Regions from separate parts of the Macaca mulatta genome. Here region 2 is linked to region 1. Evidence: chromatin contacts called from public Micro-C data. All regions are on one chromosome and are shown on one strand. Each heading gives the region's core, a stretch centred on a gene start, on an enhancer-like site or on the middle of the called end of the contact. The rest is flanking DNA. Distances are from core to core; before and after follow the strand shown.

Region 1 (4,899 bases), core at 747-3,246:
ACTTGTGCCCAGGAGTTGGAGAGCAGTCCAGGAAACATAGGAAGACCTCATCTCTGAAAAACAAACAAACAAACAAACAAATTAGCTGGGCATGGTGGAGCACACCCGTTGTTTAAGGACTTGTCAAAAGTGTAAGTCCAGCCTTCCACAAGCATTTCAAGATAAATTATTACGACATAAAATGGAGGCCTTTAATTAGGAGAGTGAAGTGGTTTGATTTGTAATTTTAAATAATCGCATCAGCACCAGTTTTATGGTATAAAATGCCCAGTTACTCAGGAGGCTGAGGTGGGAGGATCACCGAGTCCGGGAGGTCGAAGCCACAGTAAGCCAAAATTGCACCATTGCCCTACATCCTGGGTGACAGAAACAAACAGAATATAATCACAGGAAAAGGGTTTTGTAAAACTTTGCAACATTTTTAACTTCCCCAAGGTTTCGTTTGAGATTTTTGTTTTCCAACACTAATTAGATGTAAAAACTCATAAAACAAAAATGACTTCAGCTAGCCTTTATGAATCAGAAAAGAGGGAAAAGTTGGGAAGAGCAGCCAAGCTGCTTGGGGGCCGTATCCAAGTAGCAGAGTGAAAAGGCTGGATTTCTGAAGCTTCCTGCAATGAAGAGAGAAGTGTTAGCACGGGTTGTGAGAAAGGCTCTGGTCGGAGTGAAAAGCAATGGTATACCATCAGCTGCTGGCTCACTTGCTGTCTTCATGCACGAACCCAGCAGAGCCTGACGGCACTTTGCAGAGGGCATTTTCCCGAATGAGGCAAAAAGTCAAAGCCTGAGGAACTTGAAATGCTTATGTTAGGTTGGATCTACACTTTTGACCAGTCCTTAAACAACAGGGCTCCTTTGTGTGGTGTCTGATGCCAATCATGTGACCTAACTAAAGGCAGCAATGTAACCATCCCACAATTCATTTATTTATTCAACAAACATTTATTGTGTTCTCTATTTACCAGGCAGTCAGCTTCCTGGGTCTAGGCTGGGATGCTGTGGTGAACAAGACAGTCAAGGTCCCTGCCCTTAAGGGACTTAAAGGCAAAACAAAACAAAAAACAAGTAAATAAATGAGATCACTTCCATTAATAATAGTGCCATGAAGGGTCATGTGTCATGAAAGGCTGGCGGTGAGGCTGAGGATCTTGGGCCACACGGAGCTGAAGAGCTGAGGTGACTGGGGGCGCCAGGGTCTGGGGGTGCGGGCAGGCAACAGACCATGGGGGACTTACAAGACATTATAAGGAGTTTTTATGTCATAAATTATTATGGCATAAATTGGAGGGCTTTAAATAGGGGAGTGAAGTGGTCTGATTTGTAATAAATGATTGCGTCAGCAGCTGTTTTATGGTATAAAATGCCCAGCTTGAAGATGACCATGCATTCTACAAATTCACCGTGACATCGTTGCCAAAACCCTTAACCTGTCTCATCTAGTTTTCCTGACAAATAGGTCAGAATAAAGCTCCGTGACATAACTAGTGGGAGCCAAAGATTTGAATCACGTCTTGGTTTCAAATCTTGCTACCCACAAATGAGTTGTGAGCTCTTGTCAAGTTACTTACTGTATTTGTGCCTCAACTATCTCAGCTGTGCAATGGGGATAATGAAAGTTCCTACATCATTTATTTGTGAAAAAATAAATGACATGTAAAGCACGACGAGAGCGCCTGGCACAGTGTAGTAAGCTTTCACAAATACTCGCTTTTATTCCTTCTTGCAGGGAATTACTTAGAGGATCCACAAGATAATGCACGTGAAAGGGCTTGCGAAACTGTAAGGACTATCTTAATGGTAGAGTCCTCTACTTTTCTTTTAAACGGTCCAGAGGACGCTAGGCTGTTCGAGGCGCGAGGCCAAGCGCAGCCTCAATGCGGTCATTGTCGTGGGGCCGCCCCTCCCCCGCCCGGGGAGCTTCTCCATGGCAACGTGGGCTTTACCTCTCCCCGCCTCCTCAGGCCCGCAGACCGGAAGCAGCCCGTGCCGGGGGCTTCTGGGAAAAGGCTTGTGAACGGTGTTTCTGCGTCTGCCGTGGACAGCGAAGCTGCTGCGGTTCCTGAGCCAGAGGTTTGCGCCGGTGTGCGGGGAACGTTATGGGAGGGAGGGGGACACCGGGCTAGGGTCTGCGGACCTCTTAGCAGGAGCCGGCGGGGAAGCCTTCCCGGGACCTTCCTCAGCTTCCCGGGAGGCGCGGGGAACAGGCCGCGCTCTCCGCGCCTAGCAGTTGTGGGGCGGGGAGAGGTAGGCGGCAGGCTTGCTTGGGTCTTCGGCGTCTGCAGAGTGCTCTCTAACCCCCGGTGTCCTCCGAGACCCTCACCTTCCCCCTCCCCCACCGGCCGGTTTTGTTCTATTTCGAGGCCCTGGCGTCTCGCGGAGGGTTCTGGGAGTCGTGTTGGGAGGAGGTGGTATGGGGCGAGACTTGCGCGGGGCTGTTGGGATTTGTAGTCCCACCGGCCGCAGGCGGAAGTGCCGTGGTTCCGACGCTGTTGTCACAGGGTGGTCTTTGGTCATGTGAAATCCGCCGTCCTGAGTGCTGGGAAGAGGGGCTAGAGGACTGGCCGGGATCGGGGTACACAGCAGGTCTATGCAGCAGTAAGGTGGGCGATCACCTGGAACGAGGTGCTCTGACCAAACATTGTCGGGACCGTTGGCCTTCCCTCCATTTCCCACAAGCAGTATGCTCTACAGCATGAAAGGAAGAGAAATATATGTAGAAATAGTTGCACCGTTGATAAGCAGGGTCTTGGAATAGGAACAAATCAATGTTGGCTAGACCTTATTTATAAGGCCACCACACTCCAGGGTATTTAATTAAACCAGTATGTATTACTTGTCTGATAAGGCCTTTTCTGATTCCAGTCTTCATCTTGCTTGGGTTACGATAAGTTTTTTTAAGTTGTTGTTCATAGGCTGCATGGCTCATTGCTAGTATGTGTCGTAAACAACAGCACGGGCATGATAGTGCAAATAATAAAGGTCCAGAAACAGCATACAGTTTCCCTGAAGGTAGAACTGGGGAAACTGTGAGTCATCCAGTGTAAGGACAAGACACTGGACCACTGCAAGAAGTTAAGGTGCTAATGCGAGTGCCTTTTCTTAATAGAATTTTCTGTGATTAATGCCTATCATTATAAATATAAATGTACGTATGGTGTGGTGGAAGACTGAATATTTACGTATTATGTGCAAGATAATTTTTCAAAATATGTGATCTGTTTTTCACATATGATCTTTTCAATATTATGTGATCTGTTACTCAGCAAGTGAACATTTTTTCCACATATATTTTAAGTCCAAGGAGTTCTTAAATACCTTATTTTTTAAGTGGTAAAATTTTTTTAAGCACATAAAATAAAGCAAACCTTCGTTTTGGTTGAAACAGGGTTTCACTATGTTGGCCAGGATAGTCTCGATCTCTTGACCTCGTGATCCGTCCGCCTCAGCCTCCCAAAGTGCTGGGATTACAGGTGTGAGCCACTGCGCCAGGCCCAGCTTTTTGCTATTTTTAAATTCATTTTTTAGAGACAGGGTCTCACTCTGTTGCCCAGGCTGGAATGCAGTGGTGCGATCATAGCTCAGTGGAGCCTTGAACTCCTGGTCTTTAGTGATCCTCCTGCCTCAGCCTCCTATAGTGCTGGGATTACAGATGTGAACCACTGCACCTAGCCAGTTTTTATTTTTTTTTCCTTTTGGAACTTTTTTTGTTAAAAACTAAGACAAACACATGCATTAGCTTAGGCTTACACAGGGTCTGGATTATCAATATCGTTGCCTTCTGCCTCCCTATCTTGTCCCACTGGAAGGTTTTCAGTAGCAGTAACGTGCATGGAGCTGTCATCTCTGTGATAACAGTGCCTTCTATAATAGCTCCTGAAGGACCTGCCTGAGGCCATTTTGCAGTTAACTTTTTTTTTAATAAGTAGAAGGAGCACACTCTAAAATGTATAGTATGAAAAGTATAGTAAATACATAAACAAGTAACATAGTCGTTTATTGTTGTTATCAAGTTTTATGTACCATACATAACTGTATGTGTTAAACTGGCAACACAACAGGTTTGTTTACACCACCATCACCACAAACATGTGAATAATGCATTAACCTTACAACAGCTACAGTGTCACTAGGTGAATCTTGAATTTTTCAGCTCCATTATAATCTTATGAGAGCACTGTCATCTATGTGGTCCTTCATTGACCCAAACATCATTTTTTTGTTTGTTTGTTTTTTTTTTGAGACTGAGTCTCACTCTGTCGCCCAGGCTGGAGTGCTGTGGCCGGATCTCAGCTCACTGCAAGCTCCGCCTCCCGGGTTCCCGCCATTCTCCTGCCTCAGCCTCCCAAGTAGCTGGGACTACAGGGGCCCGCCACCTCGCCCGGCTAGTTTTTTGTATTTTTTAGTAGAGACGGAGTTTCACCGTGTTAGCCAGGATGGTCTCGATCTCCTGACCTTGTGATCCGCCCGTCTCGGCCTCCCAAAGTGCTGGGATTACAGGCTTGAGCCACCGCGCCCGGCCTCCAAACATCATTTTGTAGTGCATGACTGTGTTGGGTTTTTTTAGGCCATCTAGTCTGTTGAAACTACTCAACTCTGCTATTGTAGCGTGAAGTATGAGTAAGTACAATTTTTTATGGACACATTCATGTTAATTTCGTATCATTTTCACTTGTCATGAGGTATTCATTTGACTTTGGGGAGCTCCATTCCCTAAATATCATTAGGTATTCATTTGATTTTAGAGAGCTCCATTCCCTAAGGCACTGTGGTGAAGACCACAGCCATTTAAAAATGTGAAAATTATTATTGGTGCAAGAGTTGTACAGCAATGGGTGACAGGCTAGATTTGGCCGCGAAGCTGTAGTTTGCCAATTCCTAGTGTAGGTTATTGACTGGAAT
Region 2 (4,899 bases), core at 1,070-3,569, 120 kb after region 1:
GGTTTAGAATAATAAAGGTGATGCTCACATGTGGCAAGTTTATCAAGTGCAATTAATTCTGCATTCTCAAAAACAGAAACCTAAGTGTCAAGAGTTTCCAGATGATTTCCTATTCCTCACCACTTTTAGGGGAAAGGCACGGTTTCCAGGATTTCAGCTGTGTCTTTAAGGGCTGGAGGTGGATGTTTGGTGACTCTTGGGATGCTCTGAGACATGTTAAATCCTTCCATGGCACTGCTGGTTCCTGTGGACTAGCTGGGACCTGAAATCAGGAAAATATGGTTAGCTTTGTGAGAAAATCCCTAGGAAAACTTGCTTAGTAAAAATCTCAAAGAAGTCAATGATGACATCTCCAGGGAGAAAAGAGCATTCAAGGGTATAGACAAGTATGGCTCTACTAGTCACTTCAGGTTAGGCTTCAGTAGAGACATAAAAATTTTTATCCTACTGTTATGATACCATTACATGCTCCAGGCTGTAAATTCCTTTTCCCACAACACATCACTTTTCTCTGTTCCCACCTGCTGCCCTGGGTCATCAAACTCCCTCTCCAAATCCTCCAACAGGGTCACAGCTTCCTCGCCGCTTTTTGGATTATGTTGCTGAACCCAGATCTGCAGCTCCTCAGGCAGAATGCTCAGGAACTGCTCCAGTACCAGCAGTTCTAAGATCTGCTCCTTTGTGTGCAACTCTGGCATTAGCCACTGATAGCAAAGTTCTTGGAGTTGGCTCAGAGCCTCCCGGGGCCCAGGTGTCTCCTGGTAGCAAAACTTTCTGAACTGCTGACGAAACAATTCTTGGCAGGATTGAGTACTCCCATTCTGCTTAAATTTCTCATCCCAGGAAAAGTTATCTTCTACTTTCACTAGTATTAGTTCTTGTTCTGGAGGATCCTGCGGTATCAGGGTTGAAATCGCTACAGATTCCACAGCCATTCTTGGCTGAAACAGCTTAGCAAAAAGCTCAGTACAACTGGGTTCAGTGCTTGAGAAGGAGTGTGAGTAATCTCTTCTTTCCTGAAGGATATAAAAGCAGTTAACTTACAGCAATCAATAAAATCTCTAAAAACTTGTAATAATAAAGATGAGTAACTTTAGTAATACATTGAAAGGGAGCAGATTTGGGGCTATCACTAAATAAAACAATGAGATGATAAACTAAAAATCATTAACCTCAATCAGTGTCTCCCATTATGAAGAATTCCTACCATTAATGTTAGAAAAAACTATTTTAGAAGCCAAAGAATGTGTATGCAACATTAACATCAATCACATAGTGAGAAAATTTCCAATTCTTTTAATTCTGATTGTATCAAGGAGAAAAATTTATCTCTAACATGTATATATTAATACAACTTGTAGAACTCTCTTTTAAATGAAATATAGGCTTCAGAATCAGACTTCCAAGGGTAAAAATATTTAGGCAGAATTTAGTAATACTGATTTTAAACGTTTATTTTTAGTTACTTTCTATCTAAAGTAAGTAATGTTGATTTTCATTTAAGGTAATAATAACTTTTTTTTTTAAGTTCACATTAAACATGAGTTGATGTAAATATTGGGTATTTGTCATTTGATCACATTTGGTGTTTACCAAATTACTTCAACAAACACTGAGGCACTTACTGAGCATTAGGTTAAGGTTTTTGCTTATGAATAAATGAGTCTACTGAGGAATTGACCAAGAACAAAGACGTATCTGTAAAATGCTTACCACGTGTTCAAAAACATAATAGGTACCACATACACAAAAGCAGCAAAAAGATCAGTATCAGTTCTGAAAAAGCCTAGAATATCCCAGGAGTAAAAATGTTCAAAAGCAAAATATGGTAACAAATAGTTATTGTATTAAATGTTGTGAAACAGACCAAACTTGACCTGATTTTAGGATGGCGAGATATCGATAGGAGTGTATGCCCTTAGTTTGTCAGGACAGATGAGTAAAATTCATTCCTCACACTACGATTAACGTTAGAGATTAATTAGCATATTTAGCCTACAAATTTAAGGTTTATTAACCAGTTAGGCTGCACTAACTCGCACTTCTATTTTTATATCCTTGGTTAAACCCGCAGCATTTGCCAAGTCACGGGGTCAGGGGAACTGCGTTTTCCTTTGGAAAGCAGGGTTTTGAGTGCTGGCCTCCTCTAAGTTCCCCAGTCGCTTGGAGACGCCGCGCGAGCCAAGGGGCCGGGACCTGGGGATGGGCAGGCCGAGCAGCGGGGCTCCTCCACTGTCCGGCCCGCGCTCCTAACCCCACCTCCCCCTTCCTAGGGGCCCAAATCCCTCACCGCGAAGCCCAGGAGCGGCCAGGGAATGAGCCGCCGACCCAGAGCGGCAAGCCACAAAGACCGGAAGTGCGCGTACGCAGTGTTCCGCTCTCGTGCGCGCCGGGTTCCCCGCCGCTCCGCCCCTTGCTCTCAGGTAGCCAATCAGAGCCGCGGGATCAACTGGTCCCACTGCCTTCTCCCGGCGGCCGCTAGCCCGGCGGAACCTCCAAGCCCAGGCGAGGGTGAGCTAGGAGTCGGGGTCATTGTGAGGGGCGGCACTCAGGGGCCCCGTAAGCCGCCTGGGCCGTCGCCACCCTGGCTTTCTCCCGGCGCCACCCACGATTGTTGGTGTCGAGTAATTCCCGAATCCCACTCCCAATTTTCTATTAAAATATTCAGATTTTCGGCCGGGCGCGGTGGCTCACGCCTGTAATCCCAGCACTTCGGGAGGCCAAGGCGGGCGGATCACGAGGTCAGGAGATCGAGACCATCCTGGCTAACACGGTGAAACCCCGTCTCTACTAAAAAATACAAAAAATTAGCCGCGCGTGCTGCTGGGCGCCTGCAGTCCCAGCTACTCGGGAGGCTGAGGCAGGAGAATGGAGTGAACCCGGGAGGCGTGGGAGGCGGAGCTTGCAGTGAGGTGAGATCGCGCCACTGCACTCCAGCCTGGGTGACAGAGGGAGACTCCCGTCTCAAAAAAAAAATTAAGATTTTCCTGTGATTCCAGTTCTTTTCCGAGATCTCTGACAAAAGTAAACGCAAATAGGCTGAACAAAAACTAACAGTCACTTATATTGCTCTTGCCTATGAGTATCACTGGAGCCTTACAACAGCTTTGTGCTGTGGCTATATAGTCCCCAATTTACAGCCGTAGACATTGTCCAAAGTCAGGCAACTTGTGACCAGGGACGCCCACGTCCCCATAGTTCAAGGAGACTGGTATCATAGACTCCAGGAGCCTATTTCAGGGTCTTCCCGTTCTTCAGTGGAAGTTGGTATTAAGTCTTACTGTTTAAATTTTTCTGTGGTTATTTAGTCGGCGAAAAATGATGCCTCATGTTTCAACTTTGTGAGCTTAAGATGGTCCCCCTTCATGTTTATTGACCATTTGTGGTTCTTCAGAGATGGCTTTTCCCATTTAAAAAATTAAGGGGGTAAGATTTTTCTTTTTTCTTTGTGAGAATTTTTTGCTTATTAAGGATAGCAACTCATTTGTTGCAAATTGTTTCCCATTTATTTGTATTTATTTTTAAAATGTTACATTTTACATGTTTAAATGTTACATATTTAAAATGTTATATTTTAAAAAGTACATAGGATAATAACAAAGCGATACATACACACATAGAAACAAATTCTCCTTTGTCAGCCAAGACTGTTAAAACACACATATTTGAGAAAAAATGTTCGTTACCATTCAAAGCTATTAGTGACTCACTAAATAATTCTTTATCATTGTGAAATGACTACAGCAATTTTACAAAGCAAAAAAAAATATTAATTTGCTTATAAATTATCAATTGCTTCATAATGAACCACTTTGAGACTTAGTGACTAAAAACAGCAGATGTTTTATTGCTCACAGGTCTGTTGCCAGGAATTCAGGCAGGGCTTAGCGGAGATGTCTAGTCTCTGCTTTATGAGGTGTCAGCTATCTTCACTTAACTGGGGTGGAAGGTCCAAGATGGCTTAACTCACATTACTGAAGTCTTGGTGCTGCCTCTTGGCTGAAGTTACTTGATTCTTCTCCACAAGGCCTCTCTCCATTCAGGAGTTTAGCCCAAGCTTTCTTACATGATGACTGGCTTCCAAAAGAGTGAAGGAGGAGGAAAGATGCTAATTCTCTTAAAGCCTGAGTCTGGAACTGGCATTATATTCTTCTGCAGTATTCCATGACAGAAGGACTAGAATGGTGGAAAAGGGAAATAGACATTACGCGGCTTGATCGTAGGAGGAAATTTTGGCAGTTATCTTTGCATCTAACCTAACACACCTTGTTATATTGAGAAACCTACTACGTAAGAGTGAGACTATTGAAAGAGAGAAGGCATATCAGTTGAAATGCTTTTGGCTGCAGTAACAGGAACCTTACTAGATGTCCTTATTGTTTAAGCCTTTTTAAAACAAATCCTAATAGCTAGATGCATGGAGATAAAATCATTCCCAGGGTTGGTTACTTCTGCATCTGGACAATATTGTCAAGGACACAAGTTTCTTTCTTCTTTTGGCTCTGCCATCTTTAAGTGTGTTGTTTTCCCATCTGGCTTGCTTTATGGTCCTAAAATGATTCCCTCAGTTCCAGATTACAGATAATGTTCAGAGACCAAAAAGGGGAACACCTTTATCTTCTGCCCCTTTAAAAGATTAAGGAAACTCTTTTTCCCCGGCAGATTTCTCTGTCATGTCTTATTAACTGAAATTGCTTTGAGTGCTTACGTCTATCACTGATAAGGGAGGTAAGGCCTCCATGGTGGGATTAGGACAATTGCAATTTATATCTTAGGGCTAAGGAGAAGGCCAGCCTCTCCTAAAGGACACAGACACTCGAGGGAGAATGCATGAAATTAGGGCTGTGTTAAAAAGGCAGAAAAGGGAGATAAATAGATGAATGTTGAGTTTGCAACAGT

The links. Hi-C and Micro-C count contacts between places; a contact is called where the count stands out from the background.
Region 2: a contact with region 1 is called in a Micro-C map of CD4 T cells, with 8 times the contacts expected there. The contact joins the promoter of ZNF397 here to the promoter of ZNF24 in region 1. A contact is called at or near these places in 7 of 14 Hi-C or Micro-C datasets (CD4 T cells, blood, cortical neurons and 4 more).

The regions. Positions count from the first base shown.
Region 1 is chr18:57,127,170-57,132,068 of T2T-MMU8v2.0, forward strand. ZNF24 (zinc finger protein 24) reads left to right here and starts at 1,997. Exons shown (of 4, transcript NM_001266015.1): 1 at 1,997-2,070. It overlaps LOC106994480 (a long non-coding RNA gene), which reads right to left and starts at 779. Exons shown (of 2, transcript XR_003724482.2): 1 at 684-779; 2 at 1-53.
Region 2 is chr18:57,242,295-57,247,193 of T2T-MMU8v2.0, forward strand. ZNF397 (zinc finger protein 397) reads right to left here and starts at 2,320. Exons shown (of 4, transcript NM_001261310.1): 1 at 2,291-2,320; 2 at 522-1,016; 3 at 121-262. The coding sequence starts at 935. It overlaps LOC106994479, which reads left to right and starts at 2,297. Exons shown (of 4, transcript XM_077974936.1): 1 at 2,297-2,511. The coding sequence starts at 2,316.